Regions from separate parts of the Mus musculus genome. Here all the other regions are linked to region 3. The links are chromatin contacts, called in public Hi-C and promoter capture Hi-C maps. All regions are on one chromosome and are shown on one strand. The core of a region is the stretch at or near the end of the contact, and the rest is flanking DNA. Distances in the headings are between cores, read along the strand shown.

Region 1 (2,920 bases), core at 126-2,625, 1.5 Mb before region 3:
TCCTTCCTTGGGCCAGCCCCTCCCTCCTCAAAGCCAGACCGTACTGGCACAGGGGAGACAAACAGTAAGCATGGATGAACCTCAAGAGAGCTTACTCCTATTAGCTCCCCCCCCATCCCCCTACCTGGGAACCCCACCTCCACTGCCTCCCGACCATGCTGGCCACCATCATCAACACGCTCATACCTCCATCCCTCCTTGCAGGCTTCTCAAACCGCCTCTCGCCTCTGTGAAGAAAGGCGTCGGTCAAACATCACCCTTCCCCAGGGGGTGCTAGGCTGGGTAGACACGACCCAGGGGCTCTGATCAGGGCTGGCCTGCTGGGTGTCTCTGGTCCCTCTAGTCACCCTATTCCAGCTCAGTGGCACTCCTCCGTTCTGCCCGTCTCTCTCCATCTTGTCATCCCCACCTGTCATCCCAGCTTTGGCTTCGCTGGATCTCCCGAGGATTCCTTCCGAAGGCCCCATCGCCTTCCTCAATGCTTCTTTGGTAAAAGCAGCTGTCACCACGGCCTCGCCCTGAAGAAGAGGGTTTACACTGGGTCTGGGACCCTCCAGTGTCCCTCTGTATCCTTGCCACCACCCACTCCAACTCTGCCCACCTCCTCCCCTAAAAAATACGAGGAGTCGCTGTCTACCTCGGCTCCGAGTGCTGCCCCTGCCACGGGAGGTGGCAGGCAAAGGGGGCCCAGCCCCTTTCCCCATCAGTCTCAGCACAGCCACACTGTTCACCGACAGCGAGAAGTTTCTCTGAGGAGGGAGCCAGGGATGGCAGTGAGGACCGTCACCCAGTCAGCCCCCATCTTCCCAAGCCCAGCCCCTCCCTCCTCCACCCTAGGCCCAGCCCCACCTGCTCCTCCTCAGTCAGAGGCTCCAGAGCCAGAGGTTGCAGCGGTTCCTCTTGTAACACTGCAGCAAACTCCTTGTCCTGTAGTTCCTCCGGGACCTGGGATGGGGCAGGAGGCCCAATATATTAACCACTCAGAGGCAACTCACAGATAAGGCAAATGGGCGAGGGAGCTGTGCTCCATCCCAAACCTCACCTTGTTCTCCTTGACATAGAGGGCCAGCATCTCCTCTCGCCCATAGCGGTAATCTGCCAGCTTGTATTTGGGCATGGCAGGAGATGGGGGTGGAGAGGCCACGCTGCCACCACTCGAAAGGGCTCTCAGCCTAAAACAGGTACAAAAAAAAAGGGGAGACGGAGGTCCACGTGGCCCTTCACCCCTACACCAGCTTTTCCCCTGGACCAGAGCTTAAGTGACCCACCACTCAGGCCCAAAGTTGAGTGTCTCTGCTGCCATTGTGGAGCTTCGATGCTTCTCAAAGGTCAAGGATGAATGGCAGAGACAGGACCAGGAGAGTACTGTCCAAATACCTGTAGGGTCACAGACAAGTCATGAGTAAGCTGGTGCAGGGCAGATCAGTCATGGCGCCAGCACTTTGCTGGGCCAGTGACAGGCCTCCATCTAGACGGTGAGACATTTTGGCATTGAACTCACCTACACCAGACAGGTGACCACTCACACCATGAGTTAACCAAAGCTGAGTCAGGGTAGGGGAGAGTCCTAGGGAGTGAGGGAACACTGAAGCCTGAGCCCCTTCCAGCTCAGTGGGACGCCCTCTGGTGGCCCAACACTCACCTGACAGTTCTGTCCAGGGAAACAAGGGCTCTCTGGTCTCACAGGGGCCGGGCTGCGCTGAACTAGGATCCCCAAGCAACTAGCTCTAGCCTCTAAGTGCCTGGGAGAAACTTTCACATCTGGGAGAGATCCTTAGGGAGAAGAGGAGGAAGAGAGAGGTTACCCCAGTGAATTAGACAGTCTCCCAGCCCCTGGCCCACAGCTGCCGGGTACAGTGCACTCAGGAGAAGGGACAATGTGGTCATTGGTCAGAGGTGCTCTCATGGGATGGCTGAGGTAACCAGTGTGCCCAGAATACAGTGAGGATTTTCAGCACAAAACTTAAGCCTGCTTTGTAATGCCCATGTTTGTAATCCCAGCACTCAGGAGACAAAGGCAAGAGGACTGCAAGTTCCTGGGACAACCTGGGACAGCACACAGTAAGACTATTCTGAAACAATCACTGGACTGGGGATATAGTTTGGCTGGGGGTGGGGGGGCACTTATTCACCATACTTGAAGCCCTAGACTCTGCCCCCAACACCACACCAACAAGGAATATAGCACCCGGCTTTGATCCCAAACACTTGGGAGATAGAGAGAGGCAGGAGGTTCAGAAATTTAAGGTCACTTCTGGCTACATAAGAGTTTAGGGCCAGCCTGGGCTATATGAGACCCTGTCTCAAAAAATAAGACAGGCAGGCATTGGGGCCGCTTATGTTCTATAGAGGAATGGTCCATTTTATAAAGCAGTATGACAAGCCTTGGAACAAGCCAACTTCTCTAAAGAAAACTTAGGGCATCTGTCTGAGGGGGCTGGGTTTCAGCACAAACTAAGCAGACAGGACTTCCAGAGCCACAGGTACTCACTCCACTCACGGTAGGCTCTGAGCAGGTGGGTGTGGCCACAGGAATAGGAACCAAGACCTAAACTCCTACCCTACATCAACAACTGCCCCTCAGAAAAAAGGTCAAGGTGGGAGCAGGGTTCTCAGGTTGTGGCTGGCGGAAGGCTCCCTCACCATATGGGAAGAGGCAAGTTCAGTCTCTAGTGGCTAATGAGGCAGCAGTGGCAGCAACAGGGCAAGTTCCTCTAGGGTCCTGGGTAGGAGACTCTCAGGAAGGGCAGAGTAGAGAAGGAAGGACAGGCAGTGTCCGGGGGGAATACGTGGGTTTTTTATCACAGGCTGGGCAGGAGGCTGGACCAGTGTGCCTCTCCAGTCGCCATCCGCTGCAGGACGCCAGGAATCTAGAAGGAAGAAGAGAGTGTCCACTAGAGGAGTCTAGGAAAGAGGGTCT
Region 2 (3,192 bases), core at 526-3,025, 1.7 Mb before region 3:
TAATTGCTGAGACATCTCTTCAGCTCCCACTGCAACATGCTGAAAAAAAAAAAAGTTTGCTTTCTACCTCCCACCCCCTATTGCTTGGGTTCTGTAGACTTAACTCCCCAAGGGCGAAGGGCCTTTTTCTTACCAGGAAAGCCACCAAGCCCTCCCCACCAGGCCACAGGAGCAATAGCAGAAGAGGGAGTCCCCGGGCTGCCTGTGCTCTTGCTGATTATGAGGGGAAATAGGGTTGTCACTCTCTGATATGGCCTGGGTGGAGTAGAGACAGGAGGAGGAAGCGCACCCTCTGGTTGCTCTTGCAGACCACACCCTGTAGCAAAAGACAGACTGGAAGCTATCAGAGTCTAGTGGTCACCCCAATTCCTGCCCATTTATTCACTTGTGGTGGGTAACATTTTAAGGGGTGAAGAAATAACCACTGGCTAAAGAGAAGCTGTGCAAGAAATGGCCAGCACAGGGAAATGCTGAACGCTGAACTCTGAAAATGTACAAGAGGCTTTTTTTTTGGTGGGGGTGGGGTGGGGGACAGGATTTCACTGTGTAATCCCCTGGAACTCACTACATAGACCAGGCTGGCCTAAAACTCACAGCGATCCACCTGCTTGGAATCCAAGGCATGCAGCCATGGTTTACATGAAGCAAAATGGTTCCTTTGCATGTGTACATGGGGACTTGGCATCACCACAGCTCAGGGGGAAGTACACTTGCAGCTATGACAACAATTAAGCAACCTCATCTAGCCCATGGGCTCCTGGGTACCAATAACTCAGAAACCTATCTCTCATCTGCCCGCATCCCATTGGCATGTCTGAAACCAAAGTCCTGACTTATGGTTGCCAGCATCCCTAAACCTGCTTATTCTCAGCCTTTCCTTTTCCAGGCAGTGACCGAGGATGACTCTGAAGTACCGCTACTGCTACCCCCACTTCCCAAATGCTGGAATTACTGGCCTGTGCCACCGCGCTGAGTTGTATGCAGTGCTGGGGGCTTGAACCTCGCGCTTAGTGCACTCTACCAGCTGAGATACATCCCTGGCCACGGAGCAGAGCTTTTAAAATCAAAAGACTCAGATTCAAATTCTGACTGAGCCACAAACCAGTTCTGTGATCCACTTCAACATGTTTTCTTGAATATTTTTTACATGCATTTATTTATTTGTGTGTGTGTGTGTGTGTGTGTGTGTGTGTGTACTCATGGAAATCAGAAGGCAGCTAGCTTATAGGAGTCGGTTTTCTTACAGGAGTGGGAATGAAGGTTAGTGGCAAACGCCGTTCATCCCTTCTGCATCCTACCTCAGGTTTTTAACTTGACTCTAAAGTGGGGGCTCTTTCTATGACTTGGATAAATAAAGTATCTTTTACAAAGCACTCCCCTTCTCTGTCTTTCCCTTTCTCCTCCAGCTCATCCTAGGGCAATTTCTTTCCGATTTTCTTGTCTCCTGGCTCAGCCTGGAACGAGCCTTTGAAATTTGGCGGGAATTAGTATCAATCCGGAGGATGAGCACTACGCACGCGCCGAACACCTCCTTTCTCTCGCACGCTAATTTTGCAACCTTAACAACCAATCAGAGTCAGCATAGGAGTCCGTGGCGAGAGGGGGCGGGGACAAGGAGGAGGGCACGCATTGTACTTGCAAGGTGGGGGTCTTTGTGAACCAATGGAAAAGACAGAAGGCCGGGTGGCAGTGGGGCGTGGTTCTGAAGGCTCCAGCAACCGGAGGCCGTCTCGAATCGAACCAATTAAAGCAAGGAGGTGGGGGGAGACTAGCCAATCAGCGTGCCGAACAGGACGAGGAAGGGGGCGGCAGAGTCTCTCGCGGTCGTGGTCGGGGCTGCAGGAGCTGGTGTCAGGGTTGCCGGGCGTGCGAAGGCGGCGGAGGCGGGAAAGGCAGCGAGCGGTTAAAGGGGAGCGACCGCTGACTTGCAGAGGAACCTGGAGGAGAGATGGTGATGGCGGCTAAGAAGGGCCCGGGCCCGGGTGGCGGGGTCGGAGGGAGCAAAGCGGAGGCTGAAGCCGCTTCGGAGGTGTGGTGCCGCCGAGTGCGGGAGCTGGGCGGCTGCAGCCAGGCCGGGAACCGCCACTGTTTCGAGTGCGCCCAGCGCGGGGTCACGTATGTGGACATCACCGTGGGCAGCTTCGTCTGCACCACCTGCTCCGGCCTCCTGTGAGTGGATCCGGGGGGGGGGGGGGGAACTGGGTTTGGTTCGGGTGAAGTGAGTCTGCAGGAGCTCGGGGCGATCCAGGAGGTCAGAGGGGTAGCCCCGGCATTGGATGTGGCGGTGGAAGGTCGCCTGCTGCAGAGGTGTGTCGTGGGGGAAAGGGAAAAAGCGCAGGGGGACAGAAGACGGGAGTGGAGTCGCGCTGCAGAGGGAGGGTGGGGGCTGTAGAAGGACACGAGGAGAGGATTGGAGAAACTCCCTGGGGGAGGCGAAGGCGAATTGCAGGTGGGGAGAGAGAAAGTGTGGAGGGACTGGGGTGGGGTGGGGGAGGGACTTAAAGGGCCAGAAATTGACATAGACCTTTAAAGGGAACTTTAGCTGGGGTTGCATTGTATCTCAGTTGGTAGAGTGCTTGCCTAGCACGCTCGGCGCCCTGAGTTTCCATCCACAGCACTGCATAAAACCCGAGTAGTGTGGTACACGCCTGTAATCCCAACACTGAGGGGGAGGTGATCAGGAGTTCAAGGCCAACCATGAGACCCTTGCCGCTCCACCAGGAGGGGAGCGGAGGGGAACGGGGTGGAAGGAGAAGGGAAAGAAATAGGGAAGTCGAGCCTAAGACAAAAGTACCCTAGAAGGGAATGGAAAATGCTCCACGCATTAGCCCAGGCTGACAGCCTAGAGTGGCAGGTATGAAGCCAGGGATCAGGTGCAGATCCTAATCTTTCAGGCTCTGGAATGCTAGCTAGAGGGTAGATGACTTACGAAATATACTAAGGGCAGAGAGCCAAAGGGTTATCCTGGCGGACAGCTTAGCTTTCCCGAAGAGATGAGGATCAGAATGGCATATTCTTTTCTTTTCCCCATTTCGTCCTCTGCCCCCGTTAAAGTTGCATTTGATTTCTTTACTTTGCACTGTAGGGACATGTAGGTTCCATGGCTTGTGTGGTTATCAGAGAATAACTTGTAGGAATCAGCAATTTCCTTCCACTACGTGTGGGGCCTGGGGATCAAACTCAGGTCAACAG
Region 3 (2,989 bases), core at 335-2,834:
TAACTTGTCTGAGCTCCCATCTTGATAGGAACAGCAAACAAGAACCCGGCAAATCTGAGGCCTTGCTGACTCAGCCACACCGATTCCGAGGTACCTTTGCCAAAAAGATGATTAAGTCTTCAGTGAAGAATCGGCAAGAGAAAATGAGCGCACAGATGTTGGGTCCCGTGTGCTGTGGCTGGCAACTGGAAATTACCAGGCTTATTTTCCAACAGCTTGGGCAGGGAGCAGAAGCTAGGGACAGTCTTTCTCAGCCCACTCAATTAAACCCTTTCTCAGAAAAGTCTGCGTGAGGACTTCAGAAACCGGTCCCACGGATGGTCCATGAAGGAAATCAACACACCAGAGAGGATAAAAATTTGACCAAAGTCACACAGAAAATAAGCAAAGAGACTTGACACCTTGACCAACTGAAGTCAATCCTGATTCTCGTGGCTACTGGGAACTCTACATCACAGAACTGTTACTTTTGGGTTGTTGGGGGTTTTTTTGTTTTGTTTTGTTTTAAGCAGGGGCCACAGTATATAGCTTAGGGCTGGACTGGAACTCCTGAGTCTCCAGCTTCTGCCTCACAAGTGCTGAAATTACAGTCATAAATCACCACACCTGGCTAGCACTCTTTTGGGGAGTGAGAGGGATGTAATATAGTATCTTGTGATGAAGCACAGGCAAGCTTTAGCTACCCGCAAACCTTTGTCTCCCAAATACTGGGATTATAAATGTGCAACACATTGCTGGGCTCTCTAGAATTTTAAAGGGGCTAAGACGGCACGGAGAAAAGAGAGTTCATTAAAGGTCTTGCCTGTGAACACATTCCCATTCATGCCACTGTGGAGGCAAAGCTAACGCGGGCAACCCTGCAGCTGTGTGAGGGATAGGATGAAAAGCGGAGCTTCAAAACAGAGACACCCCAAAGTGCCCCAGAGACCCAGTCTGACACAGACCGAGAATGGAAAGGCAAACGCCTCCAAAGTCCAACTCTCTCAGACAGTGGTGGATCCCTATCGCCTGGATGTAACGCCCCCACACACACACAAACGCTCCAGGACTGAAACTGACCCCTCAGGGAGCCAGGGTAGCAATAGCCTCACTGCTCTTCCAGGTCCTGTAGGACTCAAACTGCCAGGGATGCGACCCCTGTCTCTGCAAAAAATAGGGCTCTTACCACACCCAGCCCAGTCCCCAACGCTCAGAGCGTCCCAACTGCGACTTCCCGCCTCCAGGACCCTGGTACCGAGGTGCCCAGGGCTCCCAACGCCCCCAGGACTCACCCATCCCGCCGGCACGGCCCTCCCTCCTCGCACGACCGCCCCCTTCCGGTCTCAGCTTGGCTCAATAGCCCCCTCTCCTCAACCCACCCACCCACCCTCGGGACCCCAGGCTGGGCGCCAGCAGGTGGCCCGCCCGTCCCGCTCACCGAGTCTGAGGGAAGCAGAAGGAACAGGTTGAGAGGACCGCCGACCTCCGGGCTCAGCTCCGGCTCGGCCTGGGAAGAACCCTCGAGTATGTCTCCGACTCCGAGCCGGAGGCAGCCGGAGTGAAACTCGGCGTCGCAGCCTCCAAGCACCGCGCTGCGCATGTCCACCTCACGCAGTGCCTTCTGGGAAATGTAGTTCTGATGAAGCTGAGTGGGCTGAACCAAAGCACACCAGCAGATATAAATGTACCCAGCCTTCTCTTTCTCCTACTGACTTACTCCCTCGCTAATCACTGATGCATTTGATTTTTAATAATTTTTATATTTCTTTTTATTATGTGTGTATATTCTGGAGGGGGGTGTACTTACAGAGGTCAAAGAACAACTTTAGGAGTCCGTTCTCCGTGTCCACCTTCACGTGGGTTCCACGGATCGAACTCAAGGTGTCAGGCTTGTCAGCAAATGCCTTTACCCTCTGAGCCCTATCGCCAACCCTGATTTTTCCTTTTGTGGTGTTGAGGATCAAAGTTAATGCAAGCACAGTAGACAAGTGTTCTACTACTAATTAATCCCCAGCTATAAGAGTCCACTTGTAGGGGTGGAAGGGGTCCAGGATCTCATGTACCTCGGAGTGGCTTTGAATTTGTGATGTAAGCCTAGGCTGCTCTTAAACTCTTGAACCTCCTGCCTCTGCTTCCTAATTGCTGAGCTTACAAGCACAGTCTTTAAAAACATAGATTTAAAATTTTTAAATAAGAAAAGAATCTATTAAAAAATGTTAAGCCGGGCGTGGTGGCGCATGCCTTTAATCCCAGCACTCAGGAGGCAGAGGCAGGCAGATTTCTGAGTTCGAGGCCAGCCTGGTCTACAAAGTGAGTTCCAGGACAGCCAGGGCTACACAGAGAAACCCTGTCTCGAAAAACAAACAAACAAACAAAAAACAAAAAACAAAAAAAAAAGTTAAACCTTGGCTTAAGTTGGCCTGGCTCAGTGGTAGAGCACTTATCTATCGAGTAGGCAGAAGACCCTGGATTTGCAAAAGAAGTCCTTAAAATTCCACTTCACAGAGCCTGTTCCATTCCCAGAACCTGCTCCCGGCTCACCAAGCAGAAAAGATGAACACAGCTAGAGAAGTCAAGGAGGCCTGGCCTCAGCAGTGTCACTGAGGAGCAGGGGTGCTTGCTACTGTTTTGCTTGGAAAGGCAGAATTGTGTTGCTTCCTGCCTCTGCTAATTGGTCTCCATCTGACACTGCAGAGGGACAGTCTGATAAGACACAGCTGCTTTGCTCATTATTTCTGATGAATGGATGGCACCTGGCATTTCCTAGTGCCGATGGTAGCCACCAAGGACCCACGTATAATCTATACAGCCAGAAAGATCTTAATGACTTCACAGCCCAAAGAAAACGTGTCTGTCCCCAAAAGCTCTACATAAGTCCCTCCTAGTGGAAGTAGGGGGATTTTTTGTTTATTTGTTTTGGAGACAGGGTGTCTTAGCACCTGGCTTCAGAGATGGCCTGCAACTACTAATCCCCCTGTCTCACCTTCTGAGATTGCAGGTGTGTACTGTT
Region 4 (3,115 bases), core at 138-2,637, 1.6 Mb before region 3:
TGTTCCACGTTGTTCTGCTGTGCTTTGTCTAAGTGAACTTTTATGAGCCGGCTGCCATCCAGTTTCACACGGATCCTCTTACCCACAATTTCACTTGGGAAGACTAAGTCCTCAAGGATGGCATCGTGCACTGCTGTCAGGGTGCGGCTTCTGGGGCGCTTCTTGCTTATTTTTCGTTCGGCTTTTCCGGGTTGGCTTGGGCAGAATCCACCTCTGAGCAATGAGGACTACATTCTTCCCACTGAACTTTTTCTCCAATTCACACTAGCCGGACTTGGATTTTCTGGAAAGATTTAAGCTGAGGAACTGGTACAAAAATTACGATAGCTTTCCGACCACCACCAACTTCAATTTCCTTGGCTGCGGTGATGTTGAGTTCCCGCAGCTGCGCCTTGAGATCAGAATTCATCTCCAGCTCGAGAAGCGCCCGAGAGATGCCAGACTCGAACTCGTCGGGCTTCTCGCCATTGGGCTTCACGATCTTGGCGCTCGAGCTGAACATGTTCGTCCTGACGGAGCGCCGGCTTAGAAAAAGTTCTCCTGCTTTCTTGGTGGTTCCTGTTTTGGTTTGTAGGCACATCTTTAGTATCGAAAGTTTTCTTTACATGTATATGACCCACGTATTGTCAGAGGTCAAATGAGGGCGTTCGATTCCCAGAAACTGGAGTTATAGTTGTCACTATGTCTATGCTGGAAGCGAACCTGGGTCCGAACCCTTCAGCACTAACCCTCTTATTTAAAAAAAAAAAAAAAAGTTCCTGCCTCATCCAGTTCTGCTTATTGATTACTGACTTAATCATACGTTTCCCAGGCCCAGATAAACAAACGCTAGGTCGTTGCTCACAGTCCCGCCTCTCGCACTTAACTCTCAGACAGAGAAGGAACTCAGGACACATAAAATTCTTACCAAGATCAAGCCAATCAGTGGTGCCAAAGGAGGCGTGTTTGGTCTTTGAAGAACACCAATCAGCGAACATTGGGGCGGAAGGGATTCAGCACCCACCAATAAGAGAGGCCGTACGGCGGAAGTGCATAAAGGAACTCTCGGGAAGATGGCGCCCTTAATTTGGTCACAAGTTGACCGGAGGAAACTTTGACCGCGAGGTGATTATCACAGTACAAGCGGCTGTTCACAGGCGGGATCCCGAGCAGAGCATATGCCGAGCTCAAGGAAAGGGCACAGGGACACAATTCGGTGACCTGGAGGTCAGGGACTCTCAAAGAGCAGAGTCCGTCAGGAGATCGGAGCGGGAAGACCCGGAAAAGGCGTGGTCAGAAACAGGGCGGGTTTACTGCGCCCCAAACCGGAAGACCCGGATTGGGAAGCGACGAGGCGGGACGGATTTTAGCCAGGTGGGCGTGGCCACTGCGGTGCGGTTTGGGGGCGGGGCCTATAGGAACCTGGGGCCCAGCTGGCAGGAGAGGAGGTTTGGGAACCGGGGCCCGGGGCTGCAGGATCCACATCTAGCGGGGTTCCAAGGCAGTGGTGACATCAGGCCTCGCTCTGCTCATGATCTCCCCCTGTCCTCTTTTCATCCATCGCGTCACTAGCCCTAAACTCTAAGACCCTCTTGTCCTCCTGAGCTCTGCCCTCGGATGTCCGACCGCCCAGAGCCTGCATGCGCCGTGGGGCGCCCCAGGACCAGGAGCTGGTGGGTCCGGGGGCCCCTGGGCGGGGGTCCCGGGGCTCCCCTCCTTCCTCAGGACCCGTTGTCCCGGTGCTGGTCTTTCCCCCGGATCTAGTATTCAGGGCGGACCAGAGAAGTGGACCCCGGCAGCTGCTGACCCTCTACAACCCCACGGGAACTGCGCTTCGCTTCCGAGGTGAAGAGACGGGCGCCTTAGAGCTAGGGCTCTGGGGGTTAGTAGCAGGATATGGGAAGACTGTGTGGGCTGGAGGAATTAATCAAGAGGCAAGATGCCTAGCTTTGGGTCTGAAAAAAAAATCATGTCCATCTCCGGGGTTGCTGACATGAGGGGCCCCGGTGGAGCACTATAAGTAAAACTTGCCTAAGATCTCTTCGCGTATCTTTATCTGACAGTTCTGTGCACAGCACCTGCCAAATACACGGTATTCGATGCAGAGGGATATGTGAAGCCTCAGTCCTGCATTGACATGTGAGTGGGGAGGTTGGGGAAGCAGCCAGGCACCACAGCTACCTGTTGTCTTTTCTCCTGCTGACTGCAGTCACTCTGGGAAAAGTTTCTGGGGAGGAGATCTGGATTTACATGGTTGGTTGCCTCTCACTTCCTTTCCTCCCAATGGTTCAGTGTGATACGGCACGTGGCCCCCGTCCCCAGCCACTATGACGTCCAGGACAGATTCCGCATTGAGCTGTCTGAGGAGGGGACTGAGGGACGAGTGGTTGGAAGAAAAGACATCACCTCTGTTCTTCGAGCCCCAGCGTACCCCCTGGAGCTTCAGGGACATTCTGAGCCAACGCCCAACCCAGGGCCTCCTGTGTGGACAGGACTGACCCCAGCCAGACATCTTCAGGAGAGTGAGTTGAACAGATTCTTTGTGTGTGTGTGTGTGTGTGTGTGTGTGTGTGTGTGTGGTATTGTGTATATGTATTGTGTGAGTATATGCATGTGGGTCCTTATGCATGGACTTGAGCACATGTGCAGTCTCTTCTCACCCTTAGTTGTTTTGAGACAGGCTCTCTCATTGAACCTAATATACATTCATTTGTAGACTGGATGGGCGGTGCAGAATCCAGAGCCTCCACCGCCCAAACACTGGGATTATAGGCATACACTTCCATGCCCAGTTTTAAGTATGTTCTGGAGAACTGAACTCAGATCTCCATGCTTGCATGGTCAGCCCTTTTTTTGATTGAGTCATCTCTCCACGGGTCTTGGTTTTCTGCAGTACTGGGCAAAGGCCTACCAGGTACCAAGTACTGTACTGCTGAGCAGTAACCCCAGCCCTGCACTGGGGACCTCTGTAGGGAGAGAAGACGCAGTCGCAATACCCTAGAAAGAAACTAAATGGGGTTTGAAGAAGTCTCTGGGCTCAGGGGTGTGTGTGTGCTGTGTGTGTGTCTGTGTATGTGTATGGTGTGTGTGTGTGTGGTATGTGTGTGTGTGGTGTGCATGTGGTGTGTGTGTGTGT

What was found. Promoter capture Hi-C pulls out the DNA fragments that hold promoters and counts their contacts. A called contact is a pair of places that touch in the nucleus more often than the background predicts.
Region 1: a contact with region 3 is called in a promoter capture Hi-C map of pre-B cells, with 6 times the contacts expected there. The contact joins the promoter of Gigyf1 here to the promoter of Dtx2 in region 3. A contact is called at or near these places in 3 of 39 promoter capture datasets (liver, neutrophils and pre-B cells).
Region 2: a promoter capture Hi-C map of liver shows a contact between it and region 3, with 6 times the contacts expected there. The contact joins the promoter of Agfg2 here to the promoter of Dtx2 in region 3. A contact is called at or near these places in 2 of 39 promoter capture datasets (liver and pre-B cells).
Region 4: a Hi-C map of B cells shows a contact between it and region 3, with 10 read pairs. The contact joins the promoter of Mospd3 here to the promoter of Dtx2 in region 3. A contact is called at or near these places in 1 of 39 promoter capture datasets (maxillary cranial neural crest) and 1 of 484 Hi-C or Micro-C datasets (B cells).

The regions. Positions count from the first base shown.
Region 1 is chr5:137,517,335-137,520,254 of GRCm38.p6, reverse strand. Gigyf1 (GRB10 interacting GYF protein 1) reads right to left here and starts at 1,375. Exons shown (of 24, transcript NM_031408.2): 1 at 1,269-1,375; 2 at 1,043-1,172; 3 at 850-945; 4 at 638-749; 5 at 410-518; 6 at 187-227; 7 at 1-43. The coding sequence starts at 1,303.
Region 2 is chr5:137,683,336-137,686,527 of GRCm38.p6, reverse strand. Agfg2 (ArfGAP with FG repeats 2) reads left to right here and starts at 1,775. Exons shown (of 12, transcript NM_178162.3): 1 at 1,775-2,169. The coding sequence starts at 1,949. Gm15498 (a long non-coding RNA gene) reads left to right here. Exons shown (of 2, transcript XR_003956003.1): 2 at 887-1,143.
Region 3 is chr5:135,993,395-135,996,383 of GRCm38.p6, reverse strand. Dtx2 (deltex 2, E3 ubiquitin ligase) reads right to left here and starts at 1,584. Exons shown (of 11, transcript NM_001256096.1): 1 at 1,418-1,584; 2 at 1-94.
Region 4 is chr5:137,598,980-137,602,094 of GRCm38.p6, reverse strand. Mospd3 (motile sperm domain containing 3) reads left to right here and starts at 1,387. Exons shown (of 5, transcript NM_001254762.1): 1 at 1,387-1,824; 2 at 2,043-2,118; 3 at 2,272-2,501. The coding sequence starts at 1,620. It also overlaps the pseudogene Gm7285.